Linked DNA regions of Ovis aries: region 1 is linked to region 2. The links are chromatin contacts, called in public Hi-C maps. All regions are on one chromosome and are shown on one strand. The core of a region is the stretch at or near the end of the contact, and the rest is flanking DNA. Distances in the headings are between cores, read along the strand shown. Region 1 holds the start of BACH2 (BTB domain and CNC homolog 2). Region 2 has its middle 65 kb from the start of BACH2.

What was found. Hi-C and Micro-C count contacts between places; a contact is called where the count stands out from the background.
Region 1: a Hi-C map of liver shows a contact between it and region 2, with 2.4 times the contacts expected there. The contact joins the promoter of BACH2 here to the enhancer-like site in region 2. A contact is called at or near these places in 3 of 16 Hi-C or Micro-C datasets (liver, muscle and skin fibroblasts).

The regions. Positions count from the first base shown.
Region 1 is chr8:47,317,982-47,321,573 of ARS-UI_Ramb_v3.0, reverse strand. BACH2 (BTB domain and CNC homolog 2) reads right to left here and starts at 1,510. Exons shown (of 7, transcript XM_060419566.1): 1 at 1,106-1,510.
Region 2 is chr8:47,253,259-47,256,683 of ARS-UI_Ramb_v3.0, reverse strand. No RefSeq gene overlaps it. Among named protein-coding and RNA genes, the nearest start is that of BACH2, 65 kb to the left of the region's middle. Within about 2 kb of position 1,448, at least 33 of the 54 cell types and tissues checked have an H3K27ac peak or open chromatin away from gene starts, as enhancers often do. A contact at or near this core is called in liver and muscle, where this site is marked.

The DNA of each region.
Region 1 (3,592 bases), core at 261-2,760, 65 kb before region 2:
TCCCTTTCACACGCACACACCCGGCCCTGTCCGCTTCCTCCCACGGTCCGAATTCTTGCAAATCCCCGGCCAAACCGAGGTCGCCGAGGTGCTCACTCGAGTCCCTTCTCGCGGGCAGCTAGGGTAGTCCAAGGAGCGCCGCCCGCCTCCCTCTCCATGGGTGCTCGGCTCCTGAGCACTCACCGGGTGAGAGGAGAAAAACTGCGAGACCCTACAGGGCGCCTCGGCGAGGGGGCGGTGGAGCGGTGTCCCCTGGATAAACTCTCCTAGGTGGAGCCCAAAAGGGGTTTGCAGACTGAAGTGCAGGCAGGGAGAAGAGGGGGTGTGTGTTGCACTTTGATTTCATGCAGAATCGTGGAAGAGGAAGGTGCAAGATTTTTCTGTCTGAAGGCACGAGCCTTTCGGCTCGAGCTCCCCGGGACTCATGCCAATGACCTGGTCCTTGGCTAATAGCGATCGTACCCAGCGCGCAGCCCGAGGTCTGCGCCGAGAGTCCCCGGGCTGCCTCTTCCCGGGACCCTAAACTTGGGCTTTGATACCTCGCCAGTCGCTGTAGTCTCAGCTACCCGGCGGCGACTGACAGCCGAGCGCAAAGCTTCGCGGAGCAGCCCGGGTCGCGGACGCCGCGAGCTGGGAGGAGGCCGCCCGGCCTGGCACCGCGATCGCGGGCTGGGGGCCCGAGTGCAGGGCCGTGGGTCTGACAGCTGCTCCGGTCGCGCGGACGCGCGCCTCCCTCCAGCCCGCCCGCCCCACGCCTGACTTATTACCCTCTGCTCCTCCTCCCCCTGCTGTTCCAAAACACCCGTCGACGCGAGCAAAATACAATGCCTCCTCGCCCGCCGTAAACAGCCGGGCGACAGAGCGCACGGCCGCAGCCGCGCGTCCGCCTGCTCAGCTCCCACCCCCTTCCCGTTCCTAGAAAATGCCATCAAAGCGGGCAGGGCGCTCGGCTGGCGGCTGCGTGCGCACCCCGCAGCCGCGGCTCCCTTCCCGCGCCGCTTCCTCACGCCTCCCCGCCAGTCCCGCAAGCCCGCTCCCCCCGCGCCCCCTCCCCGGCCAACTTGCCCCGCCGCGGGGGCCCGGGACTCGCGGGCCACGGACTCACCTCGCCAGAGAACTTTGCGTTCTTTTCCGTCTCCTCTTGCCCGCGTCCTCCCAGCCCGCAGCCCCCTCCCGGCGGTCGGCGGATCGGGGAGGGGTGGGGGTCACCGAAGGCTCACCGAGGGGAGGCGCATCACATGGCAGCTCGTCCCCAGCCCCCCGAGAGTGGCGGGAAGGGGGAGGGGAAGGGTCGAGGGGAGGCCGGGGAGAAAGCGAGAGCCCGGCGGCCGCGGGAGTGGGCAGGCGCGGTGGCGAGGGCGGCGGCGGGCGCTGGCTTTAGCGCTGCTGCGACCGCAGCCCGGGCGTGCACGGTCGCCGCTGCCGCTGCTGCCGCTGCTGCTGCTGCTGCTGGCGAGGCGGCGGCTGCTCGGCGCTGTTTGCTCCTCGCCGCGCGGCTCGCGCTCTCCCCGGAACGCCCACACTCTCAATCGCTACATTGTTGACATTCGGCGCTGACGTCACCCGTTCCCCATTCACAATAACTTTACGGGAGCCGGGCAGCGCACCTCCCCGGCCGCTGGGGCGCCGTACGCCCGGCGACTAGCGTAAGCCGCTCCGCGAATGGCGCTCCGGGGGCTAGGGCGGAGGGACAGGGGGCGGGCGCGCGCTCGGCCTACTCGCGGGAGGGGGCGCGCCTCACGCCGCCGCCGCTGCTGCTCTCCCCGCTTTGTGCGGCCGCGCGGCCTGGAGAGCCCCTTGCTCCTGGCTCTCCTAGCCGCCTGGTCGGTCCGGCCTGGCCGGCGACTCGCCCAGGGGCCTTGAAAGGCCAGGACTGGGGGCGAGAGGGGTGGTTGGAGAGGTGATGGCTGGTGTGTCACGTGGGGAGCGGGCAGAGCCGGGGCACTAGACCCTGGAAGGGGAGTGGGACCTCGAGACCTGGGTTTCCGGGCTTGCCTAGCGGTTTCCCAAGAAGGGGCAGGAAAAGATGCTCTGCGGGCCCCTCAAAGCTGACCGGTCCCCCTGTTGGGAGCAGACGGGGTGAGAAAGAGTAGCCTCTGACCTAACGTTGATACTGACTTTTGAATCCTTTCCAGGAGGGCCTCCGCCTGTCCCACCGAGGTGGCCTCTAAGTCCACACGCCAGGGTTTGAAAAGGGGCGCGTGCGATTGCGAAGCTCACCCAAGAGCCTACCTCGCAGCTGCTGCCCCAGTCCTGCTGGGTTCCAGCCCCCTCCCCCGCAGCCCACTCGAGAGGCCGCCAGGGTGTTGCTGCTGCACTTGAAGGCCATCGCGCGGCTGCCCTGTCGGAAGAAAGCTTGATGGTGGTTAGGGTTTTACAGAAAGTAATTAGGACTTCGACTGAAGGAACATTTGCAATAAAAGGAGGTTGTGTTAGTATAGTGCTGGTGCCTGCAACTTTACGCCTGCGAAGGCCAAGAAATTCTGCCACGTTTCCCTGAACACCTATAACTTGGCCCCCTTGTGTACAGGCAGTATTCTGTATTATTACATGTGGTGCTGATTTTTAATGAAGATTATAAAACTTTGGCTCGCTCTACTGAGAGAAGGACCATAAATCGCCCCTGTAAAATGGGCACTGGCATATGCTGAGGAAGCAGCGAAGCGCTGCCCTGGGAGTCTTGTGATATCAGCCAAAGTGTTGCTCTGAACCACCTTCGTTTGAGGGCAGAGTTTTCAAAGGCCCCATTTTGAACGTCTGCGTGGAAAGCTAACCAATGGCTGCAAGGAAGCGGAAGGGGCCAAGGTAATTTTTCTAGCAGCATTGCAGAGCCTCCTGGAATAGGTCGAGACCCACACTGGGTATCTTCCTCTGCTAGCATCTCTACTTTTCGGATGAACAGCAGTCCCAGGGGTAGGAGCAGCCCTCAGTCCCCTGATTCGATGAATCTTGTGCTCCTTTTGACAAAATATCCTGGCATCTGAGAGGTTCCTACCTGGCCTCAGGGTCAGGACAGAATTCTGATGATCTGCCTTGGCGGGGCCATTTCTTATAGTCTTCTGAACAGTGATGTTTCTGCATTCCTCCTTCTTGTAAGCATGTGAGTGTCAATGTGATAACTTTGCTTTTTAGTAGAACCAAGCAATGTTTTCTCCTAAGTGCCAGGCTTGAGAAGATCGCTAGGAGGGTGGAGTAGATTAATTTGTTTTGAAAACAAATTGTGGCCACCCAGCTGTGAATGGAGTTGGGTGCATCAGAGTAGATTGTTGAGGGTGGAGGTTGGCATAGGTTGTGGTGAGAGGGTGGGGTTGGGGCGGAGTGGCTGGTGGAAACGGATCTTGCCACCGTGTTTCTGGTCCAGGTTGGATATGGATACAAGAAAGGCTATTAGGTCATTCCAATTAGCCTATTTGCCAAAGACTCAGAAGGGGAGCTTTCTTAGTTTGAAATTCTCAAGTATGGGACGGGACAGCAATTAGAGGTGCAACTATTATAGGTTGTTTCATTTAGTTATTCAGGGAGGTGGAATTAGAAAGAATTGACCTCTAAGTCATGTCTGGGACTGCAATCATGGGCTTCTGTCAGACAAAAT
Region 2 (3,425 bases), core at 199-2,698:
TTATCGTCCTTTTAGTCATACTGGCGGGTATACATTAGTATCTCATTTTGGTTTTGATTTGGATTTCCCTGGTGCTTAGTGATATTGAACATCATGTCGTGTGTCTATTGGCCATCTGTATATCTTCTTTGGAAAAAAAAAAATGTTTATTAAGTTGCTCTGTCCATTCTTGAAGAAAGCTGAGCACCGAGGAACTGATGCTTTTAAACTGTGATGTTGGAGAAGACTCTTGAGAGTTTCTTGGACTGCAAGGAGATCCAACCAGTCCATCCTAAAGGAGACCAGTCCTGGGTGTTCATTGGAAGGACTGATGCTAAGGCTGAAACTCCAATACTTGAGCCACCTCATGTGAAGAGCTGACTCATTGGAAAAGACTCTGATGCTGGGAGGGATTGAGGGCAGGAGGAGAAAGGGGACGACAGAGGATGAGATGGCTGGATGGCATGACTGACTCGATGGATGTGAGTTTGAGTGAACTCCGGGAGTTGCTGATGGACAGGGAGGCCTGGCATGCTGTGATTCATGGGGTCACAAAGAGTCGGAAACGACTGAGTGACTGAACTGACTGACTGTCCATTCTTAAATTGGATCATTTGGGGTTTTGCTCTTGAGTTATATGAATTCTTTATTTTGAGTATTAATCCCTTATCAGATATACAATTTGCATATATATTTCTCCCATTCAGTAGGTTATCTTTTCATTTTGTAGATGGTTTCATTTCTCCAATTTCTATCTCTAGAATTTTGGAACCCACTCATGGAAGAAAAAAGAGAAAAAAAAAAAACCACTCAAAAAAGTGCTGGCCAGAAAGTCATACAAATTCTTCTTGAAAGAAAATGTTACAAATATTCAAAATGTTTCAATCTATCAGCCTTGGAGAAAAAATTACTTCTTGGTTAAAGAACAAAACAGCTTGTGCTTATATAGTATATTGGATGGGAAAATACCTGTAACACACATTAAAATAAAATCATGTGAAAATAAGCTCAGAGGTAGCTTATTTTCTTTAAACTTTATTGATAGAAATAACTTCTGGGTGTTATTTGGTGATGCAGGTTGAATCTCTGTGGGACCCTGGCTGGTAACGTGGGGTGAACTTCACTCCACCATCTTTCCTGGAACACCATTCAGCATCTTCCCTTTTGTTTTTTCCCCTGGACTCTTTAGCAAACGGCTTCCAGTTTGGGGAAAAAAATTTTTTTTCAGCCCACACTTAACTGTTTTTTTGCAATAATCACGCCACCTCTAGCTTAGCTCATGGTATGAGAAAGCTTAATAAGACTTCACATTTTGGTTCTTGATGAGTAGCCAGGTCGCAGGCTGCTGAGGAAGCAAGATTTATCCTCTCTGAGGACTCAGAGTAAAGCCCTTACCATGTCCTTACGAAACTATGAAAGAAGCCCTGGGAGAAAAGAGCAAAACAAAACACACCACTAAAGACAGTGTGTGCTGAGAGCAGCAGGCATGTGCTGGTCAAGGAATTAGATCACTCAAAGTGGTGAGTCATTCCGCAACTATGCAGTGTTTGCGGTCGAAGAGAAACCTTTGCCAGAGAATGACTAAAATCTATTGGCAGCGTCTTTAAAGGAATCATGACTGGGCCCAAACCCGTGAATACGCAAGTGTGCTTTTTTTTTCTTCTTCTTTTTTTACTGATTCAAGACTGAGAGTAAGAAAACACCACCCCTGTTGACGTCTAAGCTACAGCACGGTCTGTGGGGCATTCCCGGCAACGGCTCTCGATAGGGCCAAGTCCAGTCACTCCTCTCCGTGTATGGACGTGGCTGTGTGTGTGCAGTTAGTAGAATGAACAAAGCAGCCTTATACAAATTGTTTGAGTCATTTGGACTTGATAATTTAGAAATAAGCCTAGAGGAGAAAATCCCCAAATTTGGTTATTGTTTCAGTTTCCTGTGGCTGACATAATGAAGTGCTGTAAACGGAGGCTTAAACAGCACAGTTTATTGTCTCACAGTCCTCGAGGCTAGAAGTCCAAGATCGAGGTGTCAGCAGGGTTGGTTCCTTCGAGAGCTGTGAGGGAAAATCTGGCTTATGCTTCTCTTCTAGCTTCTGGTGTTTTGCTGGCAAACGGTGCTGTTCCCTGACTTGAAGAAGCAACACCAGGATCTCTGCCTTCATTTTCACATCGTGTTCTCCCTGTATGTGTCTGTCTCCAAGTTTCCCCTTTGATAAGGACATCAGTCATATTGGATTGGGGCCCACTGTGCTCCGCTATGACCTCATCTCAACTAATTACATCTGCAATGACCCTATCTCCAAATAAGATCACATTCCCAGGGGCTGGAGCTTGGAACTTTAGCATGTGTATTTGGGGGAGGAGTACAAAATTCAGCCCATAATGGTTGCTTATCTATCAGCCAGGGATAATTTATTCCAAAAGTAGTAGGTGCATGGGGGCTTCCCTGGAGGCTCAATGGTAAAGAATCTGCCTGCAATGCAGGAGGCCCGGTTCGATCCCTGGATCGGGAAGATCCCCTGGAGGAGGGCTTAGCATCCCTTTCCAATATTCTTGCCTGGAGAATCCCATGGACAGAGAAGCCTGGCGGGCTACAGTCCATAGGATGGCATAGAGTTGGACATGACTCAAGTGACTTAGCACATAGGCATGCCCAGTAGGTTCATATAAAATTCCACAGTAGTCAATGTTATTGTCTATATTAAGTTCAGAAGAAAAGTCCAGAGTTCTAAAAATTTTGAATATGTTTTTCATATATGAGGATTAATTATTTTAAATGGGGCTTCCCTGATGGCTCAGAGGTAAAGAATCTGCCTGCAATGCAGAAGACCCAGGAGACAGGTTCGATCCCTGGGTTGGGAAGATCCCCTGGAGGAGGGCATGGCAACCCACTCCAGTATTCTTGCCTGGAGAATCTCATGGACAGAGGAGCCTGAGGGGTACAGTCCATGGGGTTGCAGAGCTGGACATGACTGAAATGACTGGGCACACATGTACCAATGTTAATTGACGGAGACTCTCTAATCTGAAAAAGAGCGATCCAACTAAACAGGTTTTTTGAAACACCAGGGTACAGTACCCTGTAAAAACACTGGTATTTATCAATGCAAATACCACAGTTCAAAACGTTAAGACTTTGACTTTGAGGCTGTTCAAGGAGCTTGTTTATTTATTTTTTGATGATACTCTTTGAAAAGAAAGTACACTCGTGTGTGGGTGCATCCATGTACATCTACCCCCTGTGAGTGAGTGCAGGGTGCATATTTGTGTCACTGCTGTTTCCAACACTTAGAAGTCCATCATGTAAATCAGGGTGAATGTGTGTAGTCAAGGGAGAGAAACACTGGGATTACCATAGTTAAAGGGGAAAATGAGCAGAAATACGGATCTAAGAATACATGCAGTTCTGGGTGAGTTTTAGGTCTTAGAAGGAGTGAGGCCCTCTAT